2 separate regions of the Gossypium hirsutum genome follow, and region 1 is linked to region 2. The links are chromatin contacts, called in public Hi-C maps. All regions are on one chromosome and are shown on one strand. Each heading gives the region's core, a stretch centred on a gene start, on an enhancer-like site or on the middle of the called end of the contact. The rest is flanking DNA. Distances are from core to core; before and after follow the strand shown. Region 1 has its middle 5.7 kb from the start of LOC107946021. Region 2 holds the start of LOC107946022 (boron transporter 1).

Region 1 (4,644 bases), core at 1,363-3,862, 40 kb before region 2:
GACCCATTACTTAGATATTTTTCTAGAAATACCCTTTTGTGTCCATAACACTAATTTATGGTCTAATTCCACATAAACACTTCCAATTTCATGCAATAATTCAATTAAGTCATTTAATCACTAATTAGACACACTTTGCATTTTTCTCAATTTAGTCCTAAAAATTCAATTAAGCACTAAAGCATTAAAATTTCCTATCCATATTTTCACACAATATTTCAATCAATCAGTAACTAATAAAAATTTATAAAATTAAACTATTTCACTTCGGATTTGTGGTTACGAAACCACTATTCCGATTAGGCCCTATTTCGGGCTATCACATTAAATGCATGAGTTTTAAAAATCAAAAGACAAACTTGATTTTGAAGATTAAAAAATGTTGCACCCTAACTTACTGGGTGTGATGTTTAAAATTCTTTGAAATAAGAATGTCTTAATTTTTAATTCATTCAAGGTAAAAAGTTTTCTCTTAAAATCTTTTTAAATTTTCAACACCAAGACATTAAACAATCAATTTGGTACCGATTTTGGGCGTTACGAGGGTGCTAACCTTTCCTCGTGCGTAACTAACTCCCGAACCTATTTCCTCAAATTTCATAGACCAAAATCATTTTTTTAAGGTGAGCTGATCACACCTCAATCAAGGATCGGTGGCGACTCCAATCTTTTTTAAAGTCGACAACTAAATTTTTATTTTCAAAATAATGGTTTTGACATTAATCTTTTGAAATCTGAAAAGTAAATAGACCAAATTCCTGAAAATAAAAATAAAGTGACTAAATCTCAAATGTACGAAGAATACATAGACTTAGATCATATTATAATTTTTTGCTTTTGCTATTTATTTTTTGGTGTAAACTACACTTCAAAAAATTATAAAATAATTACTGAAATATTCGAAAATTTAAATCATTAAATTGTTAAATCTTTAATGATAGTTGTTAAATCAATATTTATTATATATAATATAATATCTATTAACCACGTTATTTTCACGTGGCTTTTGAAAAGAAAGTCCTTTTTTTATCATTTATTAATTAAACTTATTAAATTAAACCTAAAATATTTGCTTTGAAAATAGTAAATTAAACTTAAGAAATTTACTAGAAAAACCTAAAACATAATAATTTAGGTTTGGTTAATTCATTAAAAGATAAAAAAGAATGACACCCAAAGCGTTTTTTTTAAAAGCCACATGGAAATTACATGGCCAATACATATTATAGATTATATATATATATATATATATGATAAATAGTGATATAATAGCTACATCAGATGTTGGTTAAAAATGTAATAGTTCAATGACTTAAATAAAATTTTTTGAATAGTTTAATGATTATTTTAAAACTTTTTGAAGTTGAGTGATTAAAATATAACTTTTTAAATAGTTTAATAACCGAAGTGTAAAACTTACTTACCTTGTCAGTAATTTACCTAATTTTTAAATTATATTTTTTAAGGAATGGATCATTTTAAACTATTTCTAAAATAAACCAGGCCAATAGATCCTAAATCTAGAAGGATGGACCACCTCACGCCATTGGGGCTGCTAATTAATTTCCTGAGAAAAACACTATTCAACAATTGTTGTCTTCTTCTTCATGGATTTCTCCACCTACTTTCTTTTAAGCACAAGGACTGTTCAACTAAAGTTATACAAAAAAAAAAGGCATAATCTTCTTGATTGTTTCAAATATATCAACAATTTGCAGTGTGATAACTTCATGAATGGTCTCTTGTCCATTAACCTTTTTCATTCACTATCAGATAATACAAATACTATACAACAATGGCAAGTACCACAAGCTTCCTGGTTAATGTGCCTACAAATTGTTAAAGACATAATTCATTTAGTAGGTAAAACTATGATGGATGCTTTTGTTTTAGGAGTTGGAGTACATTTTATCTTTGTTACTTAAAAAATGGATCGATTAGTTATTGTACGTTAGATCAAAAAGCAAATCGATCATTCTGTTAAAAATTTCATCTATTTTTACCCTTATTTGGTTCTTGTATGCAAGGGCGAATCCAAAATTTTTTTTAGCGGGACTTGAATTGAATTATAATTTTTTTGTGAGGTTAAACTGTACTTTTTAAAGGACCAAATAGAAATCTTTTCATTTTTAGAAGGCCAAAGTGTAATTTTACTATATAGTAACTTTTAATTCTATCATTTACTAGGGACTAAAAGGATAATTTTTCCATATGAGGGGGCATGGCCCCTAACCTGATGTATATGTGTTACGTCATGTGTAATTGTTTAGCTATTTCGTCAGTCATATTAAATTTTAATAGTAAAAATGAATGAAATTTTTAACAGAAGTTACCAATTTGCTCTTTGATGGATTAATTTACTCATTTCCTAATATAAAGACCTTTATGATACTTTTAGTAAGAATAACACAAACCAAAATTCTTATGATCGTATTCTAAAGTAGAATGCAACATCAGTTGTAAAGTTCTAGTTGCCATGTTTGGTCGATGAATAACAAGGAAATGAAAGGAAGGATAGGTGGGATTTTTGGTCGATATGCTGTAGCGTAGCCTGTCAATTTAGGGTTTTGAACCACGGCTTGAAGTTGAAGACTTTTCGATGGATTATGGACCTATTATAGAAGCCCATTAATGTAAAGTTAGACCAACAGTAAACGTCCGGGCTAAGACTGCTAAGCCTAGCTAGTTGATATGAAACCCCTTGTTTCAATTACAGGTATGCATGCCGGGCCGGGACGAGTTCAACTAAAAATTTAGTTTCATTTGTTAGGTCCGGACTTGGCCCAACCTAAAAAATGCGCCTAAAATTTTGCCCAAGTCCGACCCGAATAAAATTGTTAAAATCCAGACTCGACCCGGCCCGCCCATATTAATTTTTATATAATTTTAAAATATATATAATAAATAAAAAATAATAAAAACGTCAAAATAAATATTTCCCAACAAATTGAAAATAAATTTAAAAAATATGTATACTTAAATAACACTAAGGTAGATGCAACTTAACAAGCAAATGCCTCTAAAATAATAACAAAATTAACAATAAAATAAGTTTTATACAATACCTAAACAATAACAACAAAATAGTAGCAACATAATAGTAAAATTGTAGCAAAATAGGGAGAAAAAAAATAAGAAAATAATATAAAAAACAGATTTTTTTGGTCCTTTAGTGAATTCGGGCCGAGCCCGGGCCAAAATGCCTTACTCAAGGCCCGACCCGTTTTTTAAACAGGCCTTATTTTTTGTCCAAGCCCATTTTTCGGGACTTTAATTTTGCCCAAACCCTCCCACATTTTGGCGGGCATTCGGGCCGGGCAGGGTGGCTCGGCCCATGAACAGGTTTAGTTTCAATCACAATGTGAATTACAATATACTATTGCCTCCATTGTAGTCTTTAGACTTGATCATGGGTTGGATTACTCATCCAGACTCAAAGGCTTGTTCAAAAAGTGGGAGGATTTTGGAAAAAATATAGGCCCCAAAAATAAGGCTCGTTTTCTAAATAGGTTAGGCCTCATGCAAATTTTTTTTGACCTAAGTTAGGCCCAAATCACATGCCTATACTTTTTTTTGTATTTTTAATTTGTTGCTAAATATTTATTTTAATATTTTTAATGTATTTGATGCATTATATTTTTAAAATTTGTTTTTATATTAAAAATCTAAAAAAAATTATTACGATCAGGTCGGGTCAGGCTTGAGAAAAATTTAGGCCCATTTTTAGGTCAATTTGAGCCTAGGCCTAAAAAACGTGTCTAAATTTCTACATCGGCCTGGCCTAGCTCGGCTCGGCGTATGATCAGGTCTAGTACTCTTGTAGAAGTGCTTTTTTTTTCTAGTTTTATTATTACAAATATACTACACTTACAAGTACAATATAATAAAAAATACATGTCCGAGTAATTATAACTTGGAATCAAACCTATGCAAAGAATAGGCCATAGCGGACAAAGAACAGGATAAAACCTATCTATGCATATGTACATTTTTGGGAATAAGACCGACAAACAATGACTAAGCTAGAAAATTGTTTTAAGGGCGTAGAAATGAATAAAATTTTGGAGGGATATTTTAACATTATATTAACATGTAATTTTATAAAAGATGAAGGGCTATATAGATATTTTTCATTTTTGGGAGACTATGACAAGTACCATCCGCCCCTATCTTTACCTCTACCCACACATCATAATTGCAACCTATCCCAAACTTTTGTTTTAACCAACAACATTAAGACCTCATTAGCTAATCTTTACATAAGCTTAAAGGTAATGAACAATTTTATCTTCATATATATGTATTTCATTAACTATATTGTGGGAGAAAATGTTCCATGTAAATTAACTTGGTCACATATAACAAGTGTCATTATCCTTTCATGAGACGTTTTCTTCATAAAAATATTCACTTTTGAAACATACAATACCTCTTTATAGGCACTTCTTCACCAACTATAAAATGATATGATAAGCTTAAATTTCGTATATAATAAGATGTGAAGTGAACTGACTTGCTTTCCCTTTCTCTTTGATGGTTTCGTTTTTATTTTAAACAATAACGTAACCTTTGAGGATCCATTAATATCTAGCTTGCTGTTGGTACGAGGGGGCATGTTGTGCCATGAGGCAAATATTTACACCA
Region 2 (5,006 bases), core at 2,462-4,961:
GCAGAATAAATTCAGAAATTGAACACACAAATTTAACGTGAAAAAAATCCTCCAAAGAGGATAAAAAACCACGGGCAAAGATAATTTTATTATAATGGAAAAAGAACGAAGAGTACAAAATTCTCTAAATGTGTTATGAGTTCTAATCTCTAATGGGTGTTTTTTTTAAGGTTGTAAAAGAGCCTATTTATAGGCTAAATTCATATGTCAAATAATAATAAAATAATCTAAACTAATCAGTATTTGACTGAAATAAATAAACAGAGTTTAACTAAAAGATTATTTTTCAAATTTGACTGAAAATAGGAGTCATACTTAACAAGTTTCACAGACAATTTCCAAGCACCATTTTTCTTTTTGGTTAAAATGTACCATAAGTTTATGTATTCTTTGTAAATTTGAAATTTAATCTTTGTATTTAGATTTTTAGGAATTTAGCCCCTTTACTTTTCAAATTTTAAAATTCAGGTCTAATTTTTAGCTTTGTTAAAGTTATTTTGTTAAATTTAAATTCATTACAATGTTATTTTTTAGTTACACGGTTACCAAGTGAGAATTTTTATATTTCAAAATGTCACGCCAACAATTTTAATGTAAAAATTATAGCAATGTTAACAATTTGACCAAAATTTTAAAATTTGAAAAGTAGAGAGATTAAATTCCTAAAATTAAAATATAGATATTAAATTCTAAATTTGTGAAGAAATACAAAGATCGATGGCATATTTTAACCTTTTTTTAATGCAATGTAAGGATTTATAGATAAATTTAGGATTTTAAGGTTGAGTGACGAGAGTTTAGGAATTTAGGGCATAAGGTTTTAAGAGGTAAGATTTATTGATTTAGATTTTATAGAATTTAGTATTTTAAGATTGAGGGATGAGAATTTAGGATTTAAGATTTTATAATTTTATATTAAATTAAATTTATAATTATAATAATTTATACAAATTATTAAATTATAGAAATTTACTGTCTTAACTTAAATGGAACGGTGGTTAAGGTTCTTGTCCGACACCCATTTGGCACACAGGTTCAAATAATGTTACGCCCATCCCCTAAGCCTAATACTGTATAAAAATAACTAAAAAAAATCTATATTAGATCTTAATATCAAATATTAAAAAACTTGTTAAAATCATTAAGTGATGGATGTAGTGGTAAGATACTTTTGCATTCTCAAAAAAGAATACACATTTGGATCTTGGAGACCACATTACAAATCCTTTAAAAAATTACATGAAAAATAATTTTGCTTTTCAGTTTTAGAATCATAAAAGCTTTTTTTTATTAATCTCATTATAGGTTCTGATCACATCTGTTCTTTTTGACACAATGCCTAAAATTACTCATATCCCCTTCTCAACCCATAAATAAGAGGATAATGTTGAACTGATGCGGAAATCCCGGATCTAGACACAAGAGAAACACAAATTAAAAATAAAATGAGAATAAATAAAATTAGTTAAATAATAATAATAATAATAATAATAATAATAATAATAATAAAAGGATAGATTTGCCCTATGGAACCCTTGGTTAACTTGTAACCAAAAACGCCAATGATTGAGCGACTCCCTACGAAACCCCTAGAAGAATAACATCTAGAAACACCGATGAACGGGAAAGAAATTTAAATATTTGTAACTCTGAAATACCCTCGAAAGTAACAAACTCCAAACTAAATAGCAAGAGAAGAATCACTCTACTCTCAAAAATTTGCCTCACACAAATTTGGAAAAAAACAAATACTCTCTTTTTATTCCTTCCCCCAATGTGTAGAAAGCAAGCCTATTTATAGGCAAATTACAAGAGTAATTGAATCCTAATAAAACTCTTTAAAATTATCTAAGAAAATAAATAAATAATAACCTAACCAATAAAATTACTTAACTCATAAGTGATGTGTCCCAACCAATGAGAATTAAGTAAATAATAATAATAATAAGATACATAAAAGATTAATCCACCAATTCATGGGCTTTCACTATTCCAAGATTGGTCCAGTGAATTGCATTTTCGTATTTGTCAACGTCACGAACATGATGACTTAAATTTGTAGCAACAAAGTCTTGGACAAAAGCATTCATCTTTGATTTTAATTGTCGTGCCTTGCTTCGAGTGATTGGACCACTAGGAAAAACAACTCCTTGAGTGTCACCTCCTTGGCTCGTATCACGAACCTACATCCTCTTGCATTGACAATAATGTCCATGTCAATCGAGCTAAAACTCAACCAGCTAAAAACTTTAAAACTTTATAGATCATAAATTTTAAATAGTAAATGTAACTTTATTAAAATTTAGTCATATTTAATTTTTTTTAAAAGTACAAAGATTAAATTAATTCGTTTAATAATAAAGAAACTAATTTATTCGTTTAATAATAGAAATTGAATCAAATTAATCTTTGTATTATTAAATGCAATAAATCCAAACTATAGTAGATTAACATTTAATGTTAAAAAAATGACATGAACACTTTTTTATTTGCAATTTAACTAAAAAATAATTTTATTTGTAAAACCGAGAAATTTTTTTAAAATATTAACTTTATTAGTTGTAGATAAATTTTTACTTTCTAACTTCAAATTTTAATTTATTTAACTCATTTAATAATAAAAATACTAATGTGACCTTATTCTTATAATGGACCAAAATTTGGGAAAGCCTTAATTTTGAAATCCTCAAATAATTGAAGAAAAGCAATCCATGATTGATAGGAAAAATGGTGGTTGTTTCTCTCTTCATTGTCTTATTTTTTAAAAGAAAAAGTCAACTGGTAGTGGCACTTTTTTTTTTTTGTGAATTTTAGAATACAGAAATTTTGATTATGGTGTGTAAAACTCAAAATCATGCATCTGATTAGACACAACTTGATTTGATTATGGAAGATGAATTTGAATTTTGATTTAATAATAAAAAGTCGATAATCTCGGTTTAACTCGAATATGAATTCATTCAACCCTAAATTAATTTAAATCTAAAAACATTTAAAATAGAAATGATATGAATTTCAAACAACTAAAACTAATAATTCGAAACGATCTTAAATCTATAATGACCTAATACAAAAAAACTAAAATCTCAAGGTTGAATGATTCGAACTCAAAATGACCCAAATTTAAATTGAGCTAAAATGATTCTAAATTTTTAAAATCTAAATCAAATGGATCAAAATTAATTTGAATCGATTATTCATTTAATATAACAATATAAGAGTGTCAATTGTTACAATATAGTATGGGTCCAAATGAGGATACTCTGAGCAAATTAGTCCATGCACATTTGCATGAGGTACATATGGCTCGCCAGATGCAGTTGTCTGGTTATTCTTTTAGCTCTGCTAATTTTTAATAGTAGAAACAGATTAATCTTTTTTACAGAAAGAATAAATTTACTCTTTAATCTAATATACCTTAATTAATTTATCTATTTTTTAAATAAAAAAATATAACTTAATATAGATAGCTCCATAATATAAAAGAAAATGAAAAGGCATACATAAAACTGTGCCAATCTAGGTGAGCCGTCAAACAAATAGAAAGTGAGGGTCACTTTCATTCCCACTTGACCCGCCTATACTTTGTCTGCAACTGCATTACTCAGGATTTTGTATTCAATATGAACCTTTTTTTTTTATGTTCATCTTTCTTACAATTATTTTAATATTTATTTATACTTCTTTTGTTAATATCCTGTAATAAAAAAATCAGTGAAAAAAAGTACTGACTAAACATTGGTCTGCACCTCACCAAATCTACCTATTAAGCATCTTTCAAAGCAGGCTTTATATATTTGTATCCTTTCATCTCCTTCCTTCAACACCCCCATAATATACAGTGCATCAAAAATCATTTCAAGCACAAAGGAAACCAAAAAAAGAAAAAACAAGAAACCCTTCGTTATAATCTTATTTCTTTTTATGTTTCAGCTGTTTACAGAACCTAGAACCATGTAATTTGGTTCTGTTTTGAGTCTTTGTGTTCATTATCTTTTGCTATAGCTTTTTTTATCTGCAGATTTCATCTCTCTCAACTCAAGTCATGTAAATTGCATATACATATATACATATATATAGCAGTTTAGGATCAAAGGAAGAGAGAGAAGTAAACGCCAACCATTTAGTGGTTTAGCTAGCAAAAGAAACTAACCATGGAAGAGACCTTTGTGCCTCTCAGAGGTATCAAAAATGATCTCAGAGGAAGATTATTGTGTTACAAGCAAGACTGGACTAGTGGCTTTAAAGCAGGCTTCAGGTACATACATACATGCATTCATACATATATATATATATTCAAAACATTATTAAGCTTTGTATTTATAGGCTTTTCCCTATATCATTTACAGGATTCTAGCTCCCACCACTTACATTTTCTTTGCTTCTGCAATTCCTGTCATTTCATTTGGTGAACAACTTGAGAGAAATACAGGTATTATATGATTTTAAGTCTTTTATATATATGTGTGTGTGTATATATATATGAGGCACCTGATCCACCATGTTTTTATCTGCAGATGGAGTTCTCACAGCAGTTCAAACCTTAGCATCCACTGCAATTTGTGGGATCATACATTCAATAATAGGTGGTCAACCATTGTTAATACTAGGAGTTGCTGAACCAACTGTCATTATGTATACATTCATGTTTGACTTTGTTAAAGACAGATCGGACTTGGGTCGGGACCGGTTTCTAGCCTGGACTGGATGGTGGGCTGTGTACCTCAGCTTTTTTGATCAAATAAGTTTGTTTATTATATTTTGTTGGGGGCTGCTATAATTTAATATAGTTGCCTGGCTTTTTTGTTTAATTTTGTAGGGTGTGTGTATGGACTGCAGGGTTGCTGTTCTTACTATCAATCTTGGGAGCTTGTTCCATTATCAACCGGTTTACTCGTGTCACCGGAGAATTGTTTGGTCTGCTTATAGCTATGTTGTTTATGCAGCAAGCTATCAAAGTAAGATCAATATTGGTATATAACATGATGAAAACTTTTATTGAATGA

What was found. A called contact is a pair of places that touch in the nucleus more often than the background predicts.
Region 1: a Hi-C map of leaf shows a contact between it and region 2, with 3 times the contacts expected there. The contact joins the enhancer-like site here to the promoter of LOC107946022 in region 2. A contact is called at or near these places in 17 of 34 Hi-C or Micro-C datasets (anther, callus, cotyledon and 5 more).

Annotation. Positions count from the first base shown.
Region 1 is chrD12:43,251,464-43,256,107 of Gossypium_hirsutum_v2.1, reverse strand. No RefSeq gene overlaps it. Among protein-coding and RNA genes, the nearest start is that of LOC107946021, 5.7 kb to the left of the region's middle. Within about 2 kb of position 2,612, at least 1 of the 9 cell types and tissues checked has an H3K27ac peak or open chromatin away from gene starts, as enhancers often do. A contact at or near this core is called in leaf, where this site is marked.
Region 2 is chrD12:43,211,765-43,216,770 of Gossypium_hirsutum_v2.1, reverse strand. LOC107946022 (boron transporter 1) reads left to right here and starts at 3,711. Exons shown (of 11, transcript XM_016880203.2): 1 at 3,711-4,258; 2 at 4,350-4,432; 3 at 4,518-4,710; 4 at 4,820-4,958. The coding sequence starts at 4,155.